5 separate regions of the Mus musculus genome follow, and all the other regions are linked to region 3. A link is a contact called in public HiCAR-type and promoter capture Hi-C data. All regions are on one chromosome and are shown on one strand. The core of a region is the stretch at or near the end of the contact, and the rest is flanking DNA. Distances in the headings are between cores, read along the strand shown.

Region 1 (2,706 bases), core at 31-2,530, 1.4 Mb after region 3:
TTTAGTTTTTGCTCTTGTTTTCTGAGACAGGGCTTGGTTTGAAGCCCAGGCGGGCCTAGAACCTACCTTCCACAGTCAATCTCCCAGCCTCAACTTGGCAATTGTTTGCTTTTTGTCTTGTGTTTCTGATCAGCCAATTAATTGACCTTCTCAGGGGAAACCTATCTAGTCTATCCGCACACAGCTTAAAGAGGATTGCTGTAGGCACCCTCCTTTAGCCATGCCCACACACAGTGTAAACTGAAGTGGAAACTAAGCCAAGCCTCCTTACACTTTGGCCTCTACCTCCTCCATTTAAACTCAGTAAGACCTCCTAGCCTAAATAAAACCAATGAAAGACACAGATCTCAAAGAAGACTCAGAGAATGGGTGGTATCATTGTTTCTTTTTACCTACCTCAAGGTCAGTTATACTCTTCAAGGGCCTTTGAAAGAAGAAACCCCGAACAGTATGGTTTCCCCATGACCCATAAAAAGGCATAACCCTGATCATATGATGAGCTCCAGTGCATATTCTATTCCTTTGAAGTCACATACATGTATGAGTTGATTTTGAAAGACTCTAAGGTCCAACTCTATTTATTGTATCATGACCACCACTCAAAACACATTTAATGCACTGGTATAATTTTGTGCTTAAGTTTTCCACACAGTCTCACACAACTACTGAAGACTACAGCTGACTTGGTAATTTCAAGTCTGGAATTAAAAATAAACAAACAAACAAACAAACAAACAAATAAATAAACCTTTGTGCCACCCCAGTACTGAACTTCCTTTTAAGGAAAAGCTCTCTTGAGACAGCCTACGGTGTCTGCACCACAGAGCATATCAAGACCCAAAGCTTGTGCAGCTGTCAGGAAACAAAATCCGTACTTGGTCATCTGTCCTGCCTTCACCCCTACCGAATGGGGATCTTCACTTCGTACCGCAAGAACAGGTTGACCTATGTGTTCGGTCCACTATTACCTCTCAAGGGGCGGGGCTCCGACTTAGGCTCACTTGGTAACCTTGACACCCAATTAGCAGGGTTCTGCCCCAAATCGGTCCAGCCAATCGCCGCAGGAGAGCCAAGACGAGACATGACGTCAGATAAGATTAACTCGACGCGTCACCCCGACGTCAACCTCTCCTCTGTCGGACGTCCCGTCCTGAGAGCAAAACTCCTGCGACTTTGGGCCCCGCCCCCTTGAGGTGAAGAGCAGCCAATGAGGGAGGCTCTGTGGGGATTCAGACCAATGAACAGAGTCCAGGGCGGGGTGCGGGCTCGAGGGTGGGGCGGCCCGCAGCTGTGGAAGCCCGAGGTCTAGCTGCGCGCAGTATATGACAGTACGTCAGCAGCGGGATGGCCGTAGCTGTGGCGGCGGCTGCAGGAGCCCGAGCAGCCGCGGCCGCAGTGGAGGCTGGAGCCCGAGCGGCGTCCGCGGTGGCACCCCGGGGAGTTTAAGATGGCGGCGGGGGGGGCTGCGGGACTGCGGGAGGAGCAGCGGTACGGGCTGGCGTGCGGGCGGCTGGGGCAGGACAACATCACCGTGCTGCATGTGAAGCTCACCGAGACGGCGATCCGGGCGCTGGAGACTTACCAGAGCCACAAGGTGAGCGGCCGGCCGGGCAGCGCTCGGGGAGGCGGCGGCCACTGATCTTTCTGCCGGGCGCCTGGCGCCGCGCCGGTGGGGCGCTGGCTCCCGCTGCTGCCTCCGCACCCGCCGAAGGGAACGAGGCCAGCCGCGGGCGCCGACGCCGCGGTCCGGGGCCTCTGGATCGAGGGCGCGGGCGGGCGGCCCCTTGTGGCGGGGTCGGCCTGGCCGGGGCTGCGCGGCCGCTGCGGGACTTTCCGACAGCCGCCCGCGGGGTTTCTGGCTTGTTTGGTCCGGAGGAGGAACCGGGTCCTTTGGGAGAGAAGTGTGGCGATCGCCTTACCCTCGGAGGGGGCGCACGGAGCTACCAGTAAAGAAGCGAGGGTCGGAGGCCGCGAGCGGTCAGAGTTTTCTGGGAAACGCGGAGGGATGGCTGAGTCGCTGAGCGAGGGGCAGCGGCACTCCGTGGGGGTGAAGACATAACTAGTACTCTCAGGGACTCGGAGACACTGGCACCCCTATTGCAGGCGAGAGTGTACATGGTGTACTCGGGAAGGCCGGGACACTGGCGCTGCGAGGAGGGGGAGGGGGACACACCTTGCACTCTCGGGGACTCGGGGACTCCAGCTCTGTGGGTTGGGTTCCCGGAGACACACCGCATACCGAGTGGCCGCAAACCGACACCTCATCTCCGGGAGAGACACCAGAAGACTCAAAATCAACTAGAGCCTGAAACAAGACGGCCGGGTCTGGGGAAAGGAATTCTCAGAAGCTCCGCGTAGCCGAAAGGCGCTCCGCGTCCTGTGCTGGCTCGCTGTCTGTTGGCGAGGAGCGAGCCCGAAGGTTGTGGGGAGACAGACGGCTGACTGGATGAGATTCTGCTCTTTTCCTGGGCCCCAGAGAGAGAAACCTGTGGTCTCCGCCTCATCCCATACTCTGAGCGCTTGACTCCACTAGAGGAAGAGGCTCCAAGGCACATACCCTGTAGCTGGAGTCCAAACCCAGGAACTTTCGCACAGAAAGGCACCGTAATGACAATTTAACCAGATGGGGGTATAAGGAAGCCGATTATGGGCATGTAAAAGGGGGTGGGGGAGTAGGGAGACGAAAGTGGACATGTTGTCGAAGGG
Region 2 (2,700 bases), core at 119-2,618, 1.7 Mb after region 3:
CTGGCTATCCTTATGGGGATCAATTGGTTTGAGCTACATTTCCCTAATGATTAATGAATCTAAGCTTCTTATGATGGGCTTATTGGCTATCTGTGTATATTCTGTGTAGGAATGTCTTTTCAAATCCTTGGCTCATTTTAAATTGCCTAAACCAAGATTATGACAATTTACACTTCCATTGTCTTGAAGGAGTTTTATAGCCTTAGCTTTTACATTTAAATCATTGACTAACTTTTGTTTTTACACATGGTGGAAGGCAGGACCCAATTTTGTTCCTTTCCATGTATATATTTACTTTTCCAGCACTACTTGTTTATAAGACTATTTCTGGACTCTTAATTCTACTCTACTGGTCTGAATATTTATTGTTCTGCATGTAAAGTACTATTGTGGCTATTGTAGCTTTACCATTAGTTTTGAAATTAAAAGCTTTTTTTTTTTTTTTTTAAATCAGTCTTCTTTTTCATGTTTTTTTCCCCTTCCCAATTCGAGGTCCTTTCACTTTCCATATGAATTTAAATCAAATTTAAGGTGATGCATACACAAATAACTTCTTTAAATCAGTGCTAACACAAGTATAGAATGTCTAGATTAGTGGTTCTCAGCCTTTCTATGCTGCAACAGTTTAATACAGTTCCTCATATTATGGTGACTCTCCCAACCATACGATTATTTTTGTTGTCACTTCATAACTGTAATTTTGTTAGGTATGAGTTGTAATGTAAATATCTGATATTTCCGATGGTCTTAGGTGACTTCTGCAAAAGGTGACTCGACCTCTCCCAAGGGATCGAGAGCCACAGGTTGAGAATTGCTGGTCTAGTGAATAAAGTTCAAGGAGCAAAGCCCAGGAGTTAGAGACTGGCTTCTTTCTACTACTTTATTAGTATGCACATGCGTGCTTGCAGGTGTGCGCATGCGGGACCTCTCAACCCCAGGGTCCTGTTCCCTGTGATGTTTCTCCACAGGCTCTGGGCGGTGTCTGCTCCCCGTCCTTTGGGTACTTACGAAGGAGTCACTGGCGACCAGCACCACGTTGGGCGCCTGGTTCACTTGCATCCTTTTCTTCTGTGTTCTGGGGGCCGGTGCTGCGAGTGCTAACGCTGCGACCACCGACACCAACAGCAACAGCATCGCGGGCATGGCCGTTCAGAAGCGGCTGCTGAGCGGGTCTCCTGTAGCCTGCTCTCCAGTCATGAGCAGGGGCCGGACTCTAGGGACAAGACTAGAAGTTTGGCTTACAAATACAGAAGTAAATATGAGCGGCACCTAGAAACTACACCTCCCATCAGGCCAAGGGCAGGCGCATGCGCAAAAACCAATCGCGCTCAGCCCATGTGAAGACCGTTTTAATCAAATTTCGAGCTAATGATAGCTCTGCCAGTTCCTCTCACTCAAGCGATGTCTGGGGAAGCGCGCATGCGTTGTTCAGACTTGTACTTTGTGGCAGTCCCACATGCCCAGGTGGGTTCTGATCGCTTCGGTTTTGGCAGAAGTTGAAATCTAAAGGCAGTAGAAGTGGTATTTAGGGGGAGAAAATACTGAGCATGAGCGTGATGTTACGGGCTGTCTTCCTTTTGTGCGGGGCTGAATGTTCGCTGACAAAGTGAACTTGGCGGTGATGAGGTGGCAGTGATTCTGTCACTTGAATTGGATTGGGTTGTGCCTATATGGGACTTTAGGCTAGGTCACCTCGTGTGTGGTCTGGGTAGTGGTGTGGATTTCTGCTGCGTTCCGGAACCCTAGTCAGGAAGCCCCCCTCATCGTATTTCCTCCGTTTGCCGACCTGTAAGGATTATGCTCATGTGGGTTGAAGAGCGGGCCTAATAAGTTTCAGGTTCCAGATACGGAACAGCTTGGCTGTTCTTTGTCTTTGGAGTAGCAATAGGGACCGGTTCTAAAAGGTACAGATGTGGACTGTGTGAAGTGTGCGGTTAATTGATGTATGCTCGGAGTAACATTGTTGGGTATAGAATAATCAGCTGTTCCTTTTTTTGATTGCTAGATTCCTTTGGAGAATTCTGGAAGAAGCACGTTTCTATTTTCAAGTCAAATTATTCACTGATAAGTTTCAGGTATATATAATTGTACATTACACCACTTGTGTTGATTTTCTGGCAGGAAAAGGAGGAGTAATGCTATTTATTTAAAATCTCAACTCTCATATCTGGCAGCCTTGTGTACAGATTAATTGTAATAAAACACCTTACACATCTAATACAGAGCGGTATGTGTTTAGTGTCTGTTAAGCTTTACTGTATATTTACTGTGTAGCATGCTTTACGTGGAATGTACTCCTTAATCTTCACTTAGACTACTTTACAGATGCGAAAACAGAGAGGTTAAATAACTTTTCAATAGCTTATCTAAGTAGATTACCTCCTAAACAGGGCACACTCCCCAGAATTGTGTTGAGTAAATTTGGAATGTAGGACATACTTTACAGAAACAATATCAACTGGTGCTTAGTTTTATAAAAATTACATTTGGTATTCTTTTTTTTTTTTTTTTTTTGCATAGTAATGATTCGTTGAACACAGATGATCCTTGAAGGCTCTGTTTCTGCAGGCCCTTGTTCTGAGGACAGAGCACATCCTTTTCTTCTTTCTGTAATTGCGGTGTCAGTGAGAGCAGGCGCTGTAGCAGGTTGGTGGAATAGGTATTTTAGGGACGCAGTTTCAAAGGGCTGCTAGAACCTAA
Region 3 (2,700 bases), core at 157-2,656:
CACTTAAAAACAATTCAGGCAATGAAAAATACCTTTGCTGTGCAAATCTCCCACCTGCCTAAGTGGCCAGACTTGCAGTCTCCTGTCTCTGTCTAAACTGGTCAAAGCATAAACTGGATCTGGAATAGGAAAGGAATTTAAGGATGCCAACATATGTGGTAAGCATAAACCTAAGGTGTATACAAGTTAATAAAAATCTTCTATCCTTGACTGTTCCTTTTGGGCATTAGCCAGAGCTGGGCTCAGACTATCATTATTTTTTTTTTTTTTCCTTGAGTGTGTGGAGTGAATCCTGGGCATGGGGTGGGCTCACCTATTTCTGCTACAAAAGAATTCTGCTACAATTATAGGTGGCTGACTTATTATCTCCTGTAAAGGGCTTCAATGATCAGGACTTAAAACCCTTCTTGCAGAGCCCAAGGGATAGAGGTGGAAGTAGGAGTTTGTGGCAGCAAATACAAATCACAGAAATTATCAAGGTTTGAAAATGCCTTCTGGCCTTGCAAGAATAGCTGCCAACTAACCCTTGAACATTTCATTGAACATGCATTTTAATATCTATTTCAGAAAATAGACAACTGCAGCCATAATTTGATGCACAATGCAAGTCGATACTGTTCAATGTCTTAGGGCCTTTACTTTGTAATTAAATTGTTAAGTAGGTAGGTGAGACAGAACTTTAAAGAACCCAACCTGTCAAATTTAGTTTACGTTAATAAAACCCTAGGAGTGTGACGAATAACAGGTGACCGGCAAAGAGTGCACTGAGACAAGATCTGACAATCTGGGAGGCCAACATCAGACCCCTGCAACCCTGAGTCACTGTGTACCTCTTCAAATGCAAAAAGAAGTCGCAAGACTGGATGAACACGGTGCAGAAGTCTCACCTGGTATCTTCAAATATCTCTTTGATATTTAAAAACAGTAGCTAAGGCCACTACACAAAACCTGTAAGCTCATCACTTATAAGTCTTAGTGTCGACACCCAGACTACCAACGGATTACTCGCAGACCCGTCCGCATCCAGAATGCAACAGGCCGGTCCCTCCCTTTAACCTTGGAGAACTTCGCTAGACCAAGACGGGGAAGGCCAGACTCCACGCCCGCGACCTCGGGGTCGTGACCTTCGCCGGAAAGCAGTCGGCTTCGGCCCACTGCACCTTCCCAGACTCAGGCCAACTCGGGTGGAATCGTGGCGCACTCCTAGCGCCTGCCATTTCGTGGCACTAACTCACCGCCCCAGTTAACGCCAAGCGCCGCCCGCGAAGAAGCCTCGAAACTGCGCCAACCCCGGCCATGTCTGCCTTCCCGCAAGCCCCAGCGACAGACTGCGCTTGCGCACCGAGTCGCGCGGGTGTCGGGCTTGGAAGATTCTGCGCCTGCGCAACACGCCCCTCCTGGCTCGCGTGAGTGGTGGTGCGCCTGCGCCCTGTAAACGCGGCGGTGGCAACACGTCTGAGGTAGGGTGGCAGCAACGCTGATGGGCTCTGCTCCAGGGGTAAGTGAGGTGCCAATGTCTTTAAAGTGCTTCTCGGGTGGTTCTTGTTTGCCAAAACAGAGAGGGTCGGATGATCTGGAGAGATGGAAGTAGGGTCCTGGGGCGGAGATCGCAAGCTCCATAAGAGCCCGTTTTGTTGGGCGCTTGAATCTCAACTAATGGGGGGGGGGGGGGGTACATACTGCCCTGGACTTCTAGAGTAGGTAGGAATGATGTCTTGGTGGCTGGACAAGGAGCAGCTAGCTGCACTGGGCTACGTAAAAGCCAGGATACTGAACTAGAAACTATATCCAAAGCTTTCGTCTTCGTTACAGCAGCTGGGAAGCTGGAGGCCCGGCCTGTTGTCATCCTGAAAGCTGCTTAGATCGTGGCTAGCATCCCATATTGCAAACGCGCTCTCATTTGATCACTTTCAGATAGTTTTTCTATTTTTCTAGTGAGTATAGCTGAAATGTTCGGTGGAATTAAATAGCATAAAAAGTAAACCAATAATCGTAATTGTTTCCTGAATTTTCAGTTAATATTAGATTAAGGTTTTCCTCTTGGTGCACAATCTTTATGACCATTATTTTGAATTGTTTAAGTTTACAATGAACCGTTCCCATTTTATTTCTTTGTTTTTTTATTAATAAATAAGGAAATATGGAATATATTCATGCACAACACTTTATATTTTGAATTATTTCCTTGAACTTTATAACCCCAAAATGGATGTTGTTGGTGCAGAGGAAATAAATATGACAGCTTACCCTACAAGGGTTCTGCGTTGGTGGGTTCAACCAACTGCAGATAAAATATATTTGGGGAAAATGTGTCTGTTCGGAGTATGTACAGACTTTTTTTTTAACAAGGGGGAAAATAAAACAGATGAACTACTTAAGTGCCTTTATACCTTATTAGGTATCGGTGACTTAGAGATAAAGTATTGAGCAGATTATATTCAAATACAGCATTGTATATGGGAGCCTTGGCTATCTTCAAGGCTTTTGGTATGAGATGGGGCTCCCCATCAGATATCTGATGGATGGCTATACATAGTAGGAGGTTTTTGAAAGTTGCCTGCTTTTAGTGTGTGTATGTGTGTGTGTGCATACATACATATATATATATGTATATACACATACATATTTCTAAATTAGGCATCTACCATACGTCATACGTATTAATTCTATAGTTCCTATAAACCGTTACATTCTGAGCCA
Region 4 (2,700 bases), core at 179-2,678, 1.7 Mb after region 3:
CGGCGGTCTGGGGCGTGGCGGGGGTGGGCGCAGGCAGCCCTGGTTCCGCTCCTCCCGCCGGGCATGGTGATAATGAGGGTGGGGCCAGCGATGGCGGTGGAGTGCCTGGTGGTCCCCAGCCCATTCGCTGATATCGGCTTCTTCCTCCCGCACGCAGCACAGAACTCCTAGGCGCCTCCGCAGCCTCCGCCAGAGACGGCAGTCGCCCGCCTGGAAGAAAAGGTAGATCAAAGGGTTGATGGCGCTGTTGGCCACCTCTAGGACGCGCATCGCCGCCACCAGGCTCTCTCTCTCCCAGTCACCCGCGGGCTTCGATGACCAGGCGGCTGCCAAGCGAGCGGCGAAGTAGGGCAGGTCGCAGCCCACGAAGAGCAGTGCCAGCGCCAGGCTCATTTTCAAGCTTTGCACCTTGGCTTGGGGCAACGCGCTGGGCAAGGAGGCTCTGGCCATACTGGGCGACCAGGGCATCCTAGCCACCGGAGCCTGAGACCCACGCTGCCACCAGACACACAGCAGGTGGCCGCAAGAGAAGCCTAAGAGAGCGACCGGCGCCGCGAAGCCCACGATAGCTTCATAGAGCGCGTAGACCTGCAGGTGCCAGCGCGGCAGGGGCGCGAAGATGCCCCTGCAGCAATGCTTCCCTGGCCAGGCATTGGCGGTTGAAGATGGAGGAGCATCCCAGCGCACCACGAAGGTCGGAGGCAGCGCCAGTAGCAGAGCCAGCAGCCAGCTCAGGGCAGCCAGGGCACGTGCTGGCAACTGAGGGCCCTGAGGAATGCGCACCGCGAGCTGGCGCTCCAAGGCAATGAGCGCCACCAGGTGGGCGGAGGCGCCCCGCCCCGATGCCTGCAGCAGATGGGAAAGGCGACAAGCCAAGTCGCCCAGAGCCGGTCTCGGGTCGCCCAGCAGCTCCCAAGCCAGCTGCGACAATGCTGTTCCTCCACTTGCGTACAGGTCAGCCGCTGCTAGCTGCACAAGCAGGAAGTCCATCTTGCGACGCTTGGGACCCGGCCAGGGTCCGCTGCTACCGCCGCACAGGCGGCAGAGCACAGTGGTGTTGCCAGCTACCGCGGCCACCAGGATGATCCCCAAGAAGACCAGATGGATCCGGTGGCTGGGTGGCCCGCGTGGAGGCGAATGCGGTCCTGGGACAGAGGCTCCTTGCTCAGAAGTCAGGTTGAGACTCCAGCTTGGCTGAGTGGGTACAGAAAGGTTGGATGCGGGATTCAGAATTGCGAGGCTGAAAGGATCTTCCATCCTTAATCCGGAGGAAAGAGAGATACCGCTTAAAAGGCCAAAGTCTATGAGAGGTGGCGCGGGCCACACCGCTGGGTCTCGGCGATTTCCCAAAGTTAGTTGAAAAAGCACACACACCCAGGGTGAGATGGATACGCGTGGATTTGCGCTTAGTTGTTTGTATAGGTTGTTCTTGGTATTTGTCACTCAAATGTGGGTTGTATATTCGAGGAACACACATGATCCCTATTCTCCACCTTCTCCGCTTTTCGCTTCCTCCCCCTCCCCACTGCCCCCCCCCCCATCCCAGCAGAGCATCTTTCTAATCCACACAGCCGCCTCCCTCAGTGGCATCCGTGGACCTCTAGGCTCTGGAAATCTTGCCCTGTGACATATAGCCAGAAAGAAAGTTGTGCATGTGACCACTGCAAAGGCTAACTAATGTTAACTCAGAATCAATTATGAGATAGATAGTTCCTCGGCTGAGATAGTATCCCCACCCCCAACAATTAATTGTGTGATTGCTAACAGGAAAAATTACAAATGCTACTTTTGATAAAAAAAAAAAGAAAAGAATTTTTTTTTTTGTAATGCCATACGTCTGCGCTAGCTTGAGAAATACAAGGACACAAGAAACCAAGCAGGGTTCCTCTATTTCTCCACTTCCGACCCTGCTGGGCCAGCAGTCTACCACAGAACTACAACCAGTCCTAAATAGTAGTAATAGCTTTTTGAGCAGAGTCATTAGGTGAGCCTTTGATAGGGGTATACCTTCCTCTGCCTGCAGTGCTAGGACTTTAATCCGGAGAGAACTATGGGCCCTCCCTTTGCCTGGCAATTAGGAACAGAGAGGTCTGCAGATGCTTTCCAGTACTCTCTTTACTAGCATCAGGGGATGGCAGCCGCTCTCTCCTCTCAGTGATGCAAAACTCATTTTGTCAGTCTGAAGACAGTACTACCAGATTTTTATACAAATGGTGGTTCATGGATTGAGTCCTTCCTAGTATTTTCTTCTAGTGATGGATGTGTCACGCGGGCTTCTCTGTCTCCTGATTCTGTTTTCCAGCAGATGGGAGGTTGCTGGGAGGGACTACGCCTCCAATAAGCCCAGAGAAAAGGTGACTAAGAAAACCATACAGCAGCCAATTTTTAAAAAAGAAATCCAGTTCACAGGAAATGGTTTAGATTTAATGCTGCCACTTTTAGCCTCATTTCACAAACAATTCACTTTTCCCGTTGGAAGCATCAGTTTGTGCATCCATCAAATTAATCATGGTGAAAGTAAAATTTCTTGTACTTCCTGGTCTTGGGCCAGGGAGGAATGGGTGTCTGTTGCTTCCCAAGCTGTGGGAATGTTTGCAACCTACAGATGCATGAATTAGGGGGACTTGGTAGGATTCGTACCACCCTGCTGGTTGCTGTAGAAATCTCATTTTCCTAAGGTCTATCATTTTGGCTGGAGAC
Region 5 (2,700 bases), core at 152-2,651, 1.0 Mb before region 3:
AAGCTGGCACACACTAAGTACCACTTCCAGGAGGAGCCTAGGACCAACAATGAGGATACAAAAGAGCTACCTCAAAGCTCAAATACCTTTAAGGAACACGAGCTACCTCAAAGATGGGCCCAAGTACAAACATGAAATCCACTTGTCTCTTTACACCTCATACAGAGCTTGAAGGTATTTTTATGCAATACCTCAGTTGTGCCTGTCTTTTCATTACAATCTACCACCCAAGTCAGGCGCAGGATTCACTGTGGTACATTAGTGCTCAATACACTTCCGGCATTTGAGTTGCTCAACCTGCTTAAGTTTTACGAATTCCTCTATCTTTCACTTACCTCTTTCTGACGATCTACAAAACGAACCCTCCTGTAGTCTTTTTCATCATACACCTGGAAAAAAAAGGCCATCTATTATTCTAAATAAAGTCACATAATATTGATTGAAAATACTATAGAACGATGTTCCCCTTGGCCTATACCCATTGATGAGGAGACAGACCCACTAAGAGGCAAAATGAACTTGTACTGAACGGTCTCAGGGGATGACAGGCTGGAGTGCAGACTGGAGACAAAGTTCCTGCCCTCACAAGTAGCCAACTCCAACAGGCGCGATTTCATTTCAGCAGACATAGTTTCTCATTTTTTGGTTCACTATTATATTGAACGAACGCTAGGGTTGCTTTATACACTATTGATAGGCTATTTCTCCACTGGTGAAATGAACCAATTCAAGCCAGATTAAATTATATTAAAGGTAGGTTTATTGGGAAGCCGCTCTCAGGTGAGTTCACTGGCCCCAAGGATTGAGGCCAGAGAAGTCACCATTGGGACAGGAGGAGGGGTCGGGGGAGAGAAAGGGAGTGTGTTCAAGGAGAGGAGAAAGAGACAGGGTGGGAGAAACCAAAATGCCTGGATTATATAGGGAGGATCCTGGGCTGCAACGCCAGGTAGGGACTGAGGAATGCTGGGAGAACCTGCATGCCGGGTCTCCTTTGATATGTAAAATATGCACCTCAGTCCTCTGTCCCGGGTCCAAAACACAACAATCATTTGTTAAAACATTGAACTTAATATAAAGATATGGCCTAAAGAATGAGGAGATCCAAGTCCCAACCGAAAGCCACCAGCTAGAAACCGGAGCAGCGGGTTGCACAAGGTGAGCCCAGTAGTGCCGCGCGCTAGCCTGGCAGAAGCACACCTTGCTGCGCTCCCTGCTACCGTCAGTCTTGGGTTCCAGGCATGGCGGGCGCGGCCGTTACCTGGCCGGTATGCGTGATCTTTTCCCCGCTCGGCGACACTTGAACCCCGAAACCCCGTGCAGCCCTGGGGAGAGTCAACAGCCGGCGGAAGGTCAGCACCGCCGCCATCTTGCCGGTGACCCTTGACCCCACGCGTCGTACCAAGTGCCGGCGCAGGCGCACAGCAGTCGGCGGGGAGTACTTGTGGAACTTTTTTCGTCCTATGCCTGAGCGGCTGGCGGGGCTGGTGGTGGAACTGGATAGGATGCGGAGCTGCGGCTTAACTGTGCGCAGTGTTCAAAGGTTACTAGTGTGACAAAGGCAGGGGGTGGGGGGACGGAAACTGAAGATGCGCTGTGTGTGCTTTTATGCCAATGGAGAAAATGCAGATTTTCCGTGGGTTGGTTTGTTTTTTGTTTTCTGTTTTGTTTTGAGTAAAGAAGTAAGTTGTTCAGCAGAAGAAACAGTTTGTGCAGTCAACTCTCCTGGTCCTGTATGTTGGTGTAGGAAAGTTAGATTTCTGAGCATTTTTGCAACGCTGCAGTAGTTCAGTTTCCAGTTAGACTGCAAGGAAGTTTACCCAGCATTGGAAAGCTGTCCGGAAAAGCTCTGCTATGTAGAAAAAAACCTGATGCAAATCGTAGTCTGTAACTCTGAAGGCTGTTTTGGCCTCTCCTGCCTCATTTGAATCTGAGTCCGAACCTCCCTTGGAACGACATATACTGTCAAACCCCAAAGTAGCCTGAACAACTTTGCTCAGAGGTAGACAGGTGGGACCCCAGACTCAGAGCAGGGCCGGGTCACTAATTCCGAGAAAGTGCCAGAAGCTAGCATGTGTTGTTTGGGATCTCTTGGCCAGGATTGGAGGTTAATGACCTGGTATCTACCTTTCTGTGCTCTGCTATAGCATAAGGACTAGGTGAGTCTGAAGACGAAAGGGGTAACCAGAGAGGGCCCTAAGACACAAGGACAAAGACCTCGCCAAGTTGAAAAATGCCCCAATAAATGTGGGCCTAAGATGCCCTGGCTAGCCTTAAGCTCTGTAAGCCAGGCTAACCTAGCACTCACTGTCTTCCTGCCTCAGCCTTTGGAGTGCTGGGATTTCAGGCTTATGTCTCCACACCCTGTCCTGCAGATTTGTCTCATTCTCCCTCTTTTTAAAGGATTTATTTTATATGTATGAGTGTATACATTTATATATGGCCATGTGTGTGGTTACCTGGTACCAAGAGAAGGGCACAGGATCTCCAGACAGGTCAAGTTACAGTCCATTTGAGTAGTTGTGTGGGTGCTGGGAACAGAATGATGGTCTTCTGCAAGAGTAGCAGGTGCTCTTAGCCATCAAGCTATCTCTCCAGCCCTAAGTCTCTATTTAAACCCTAACACCCCCTGTCTGTGTATGAGTTCACACACATGTGAGTTCATACACAGGTGCCACAGAGCACATGTGGAAGTTGGAGGAA

Evidence for each region. Promoter capture Hi-C pulls out the DNA fragments that hold promoters and counts their contacts. HiCAR-type assays count read pairs that join an accessible place to other places.
Region 1: a promoter capture Hi-C map of pre-B cells shows a contact between it and region 3, with 9 times the contacts expected there. The contact joins the promoter of Ell2 here to the promoter of Ccdc127 in region 3. A contact is called at or near these places in 4 of 39 promoter capture datasets (cranial neural crest, liver, pre-B cells and 1 more), 3 of 115 datasets of contacts at active chromatin or transcription factors (embryonic stem cells, stem cell-derived neural progenitor cells and thymic regulatory T cells) and 2 of 9 other capture datasets (adipose tissue and liver).
Region 2: a contact with region 3 is called in a promoter capture Hi-C map of liver, with 5 times the contacts expected there. The contact joins the promoter of Ttc37 here to the promoter of Ccdc127 in region 3. A contact is called at or near these places in 11 of 39 promoter capture datasets (the 3T3-L1 cell line, 3T3-L1-derived adipocytes, the C10 cell line and 6 more), 1 of 484 Hi-C or Micro-C datasets (pro-B cells), 2 of 115 datasets of contacts at active chromatin or transcription factors (astrocytes and large pre-B cells) and 2 of 9 other capture datasets (adipose tissue and liver).
Region 4: a HiCAR-type map of astrocytes shows a contact between it and region 3, with 5 times the contacts expected there. The contact joins the promoter of Gpr150 here to the promoter of Ccdc127 in region 3. A contact is called at or near these places in 8 of 39 promoter capture datasets (the 3T3-L1 cell line, cranial neural crest, frontonasal cranial neural crest and 3 more) and 1 of 115 datasets of contacts at active chromatin or transcription factors (astrocytes).
Region 5: a promoter capture Hi-C map of pre-B cells shows a contact between it and region 3. The contact joins the promoter of Ndufs6 here to the promoter of Ccdc127 in region 3. A contact is called at or near these places in 1 of 39 promoter capture datasets (pre-B cells), 1 of 484 Hi-C or Micro-C datasets (CD8 T cells) and 1 of 9 other capture datasets (liver).

What each region holds. Positions count from the first base shown.
Region 1 is chr13:75,706,204-75,708,909 of GRCm38.p6, forward strand. Ell2 (elongation factor for RNA polymerase II 2) reads left to right here and starts at 1,281. Exons shown (of 12, transcript NM_138953.2): 1 at 1,281-1,594. The coding sequence starts at 1,448. It overlaps 1700037F03Rik (a long non-coding RNA gene), which reads right to left and starts at 954. Exons shown (of 3, transcript XR_873683.1): 1 at 876-954.
Region 2 is chr13:76,097,366-76,100,065 of GRCm38.p6, forward strand. It overlaps Ttc37 (tetratricopeptide repeat domain 37), which reads left to right and starts at 1,369. Exons shown (of 44, transcript NM_001081352.2): 1 at 1,369-1,464; 2 at 2,006-2,075. It overlaps Arsk (arylsulfatase K), which reads right to left and starts at 1,295. Exons shown (of 8, transcript NM_029847.4): 1 at 1,009-1,295. The coding sequence starts at 1,143.
Region 3 is chr13:74,348,911-74,351,610 of GRCm38.p6, forward strand. Ccdc127 (coiled-coil domain containing 127) reads left to right here and starts at 1,407. Exons shown (of 3, transcript NM_001168659.1): 1 at 1,407-1,498. It overlaps Sdha (succinate dehydrogenase complex, subunit A, flavoprotein (Fp)), which reads right to left and starts at 1,330. Exons shown (of 15, transcript NM_023281.1): 1 at 1,236-1,330. The coding sequence starts at 1,298.
Region 4 is chr13:76,055,568-76,058,267 of GRCm38.p6, forward strand. It overlaps Gpr150 (G protein-coupled receptor 150), which reads right to left and starts at 1,429. Exons shown (of 1, transcript NM_175495.2): 1 at 1-1,429. The coding sequence starts at 1,257.
Region 5 is chr13:73,327,081-73,329,780 of GRCm38.p6, forward strand. Ndufs6 (NADH:ubiquinone oxidoreductase core subunit S6) reads right to left here and starts at 1,402. Exons shown (of 4, transcript NM_010888.2): 1 at 1,259-1,402; 2 at 336-389. The coding sequence starts at 1,366. It also overlaps a transcript of Mrpl36 not described here.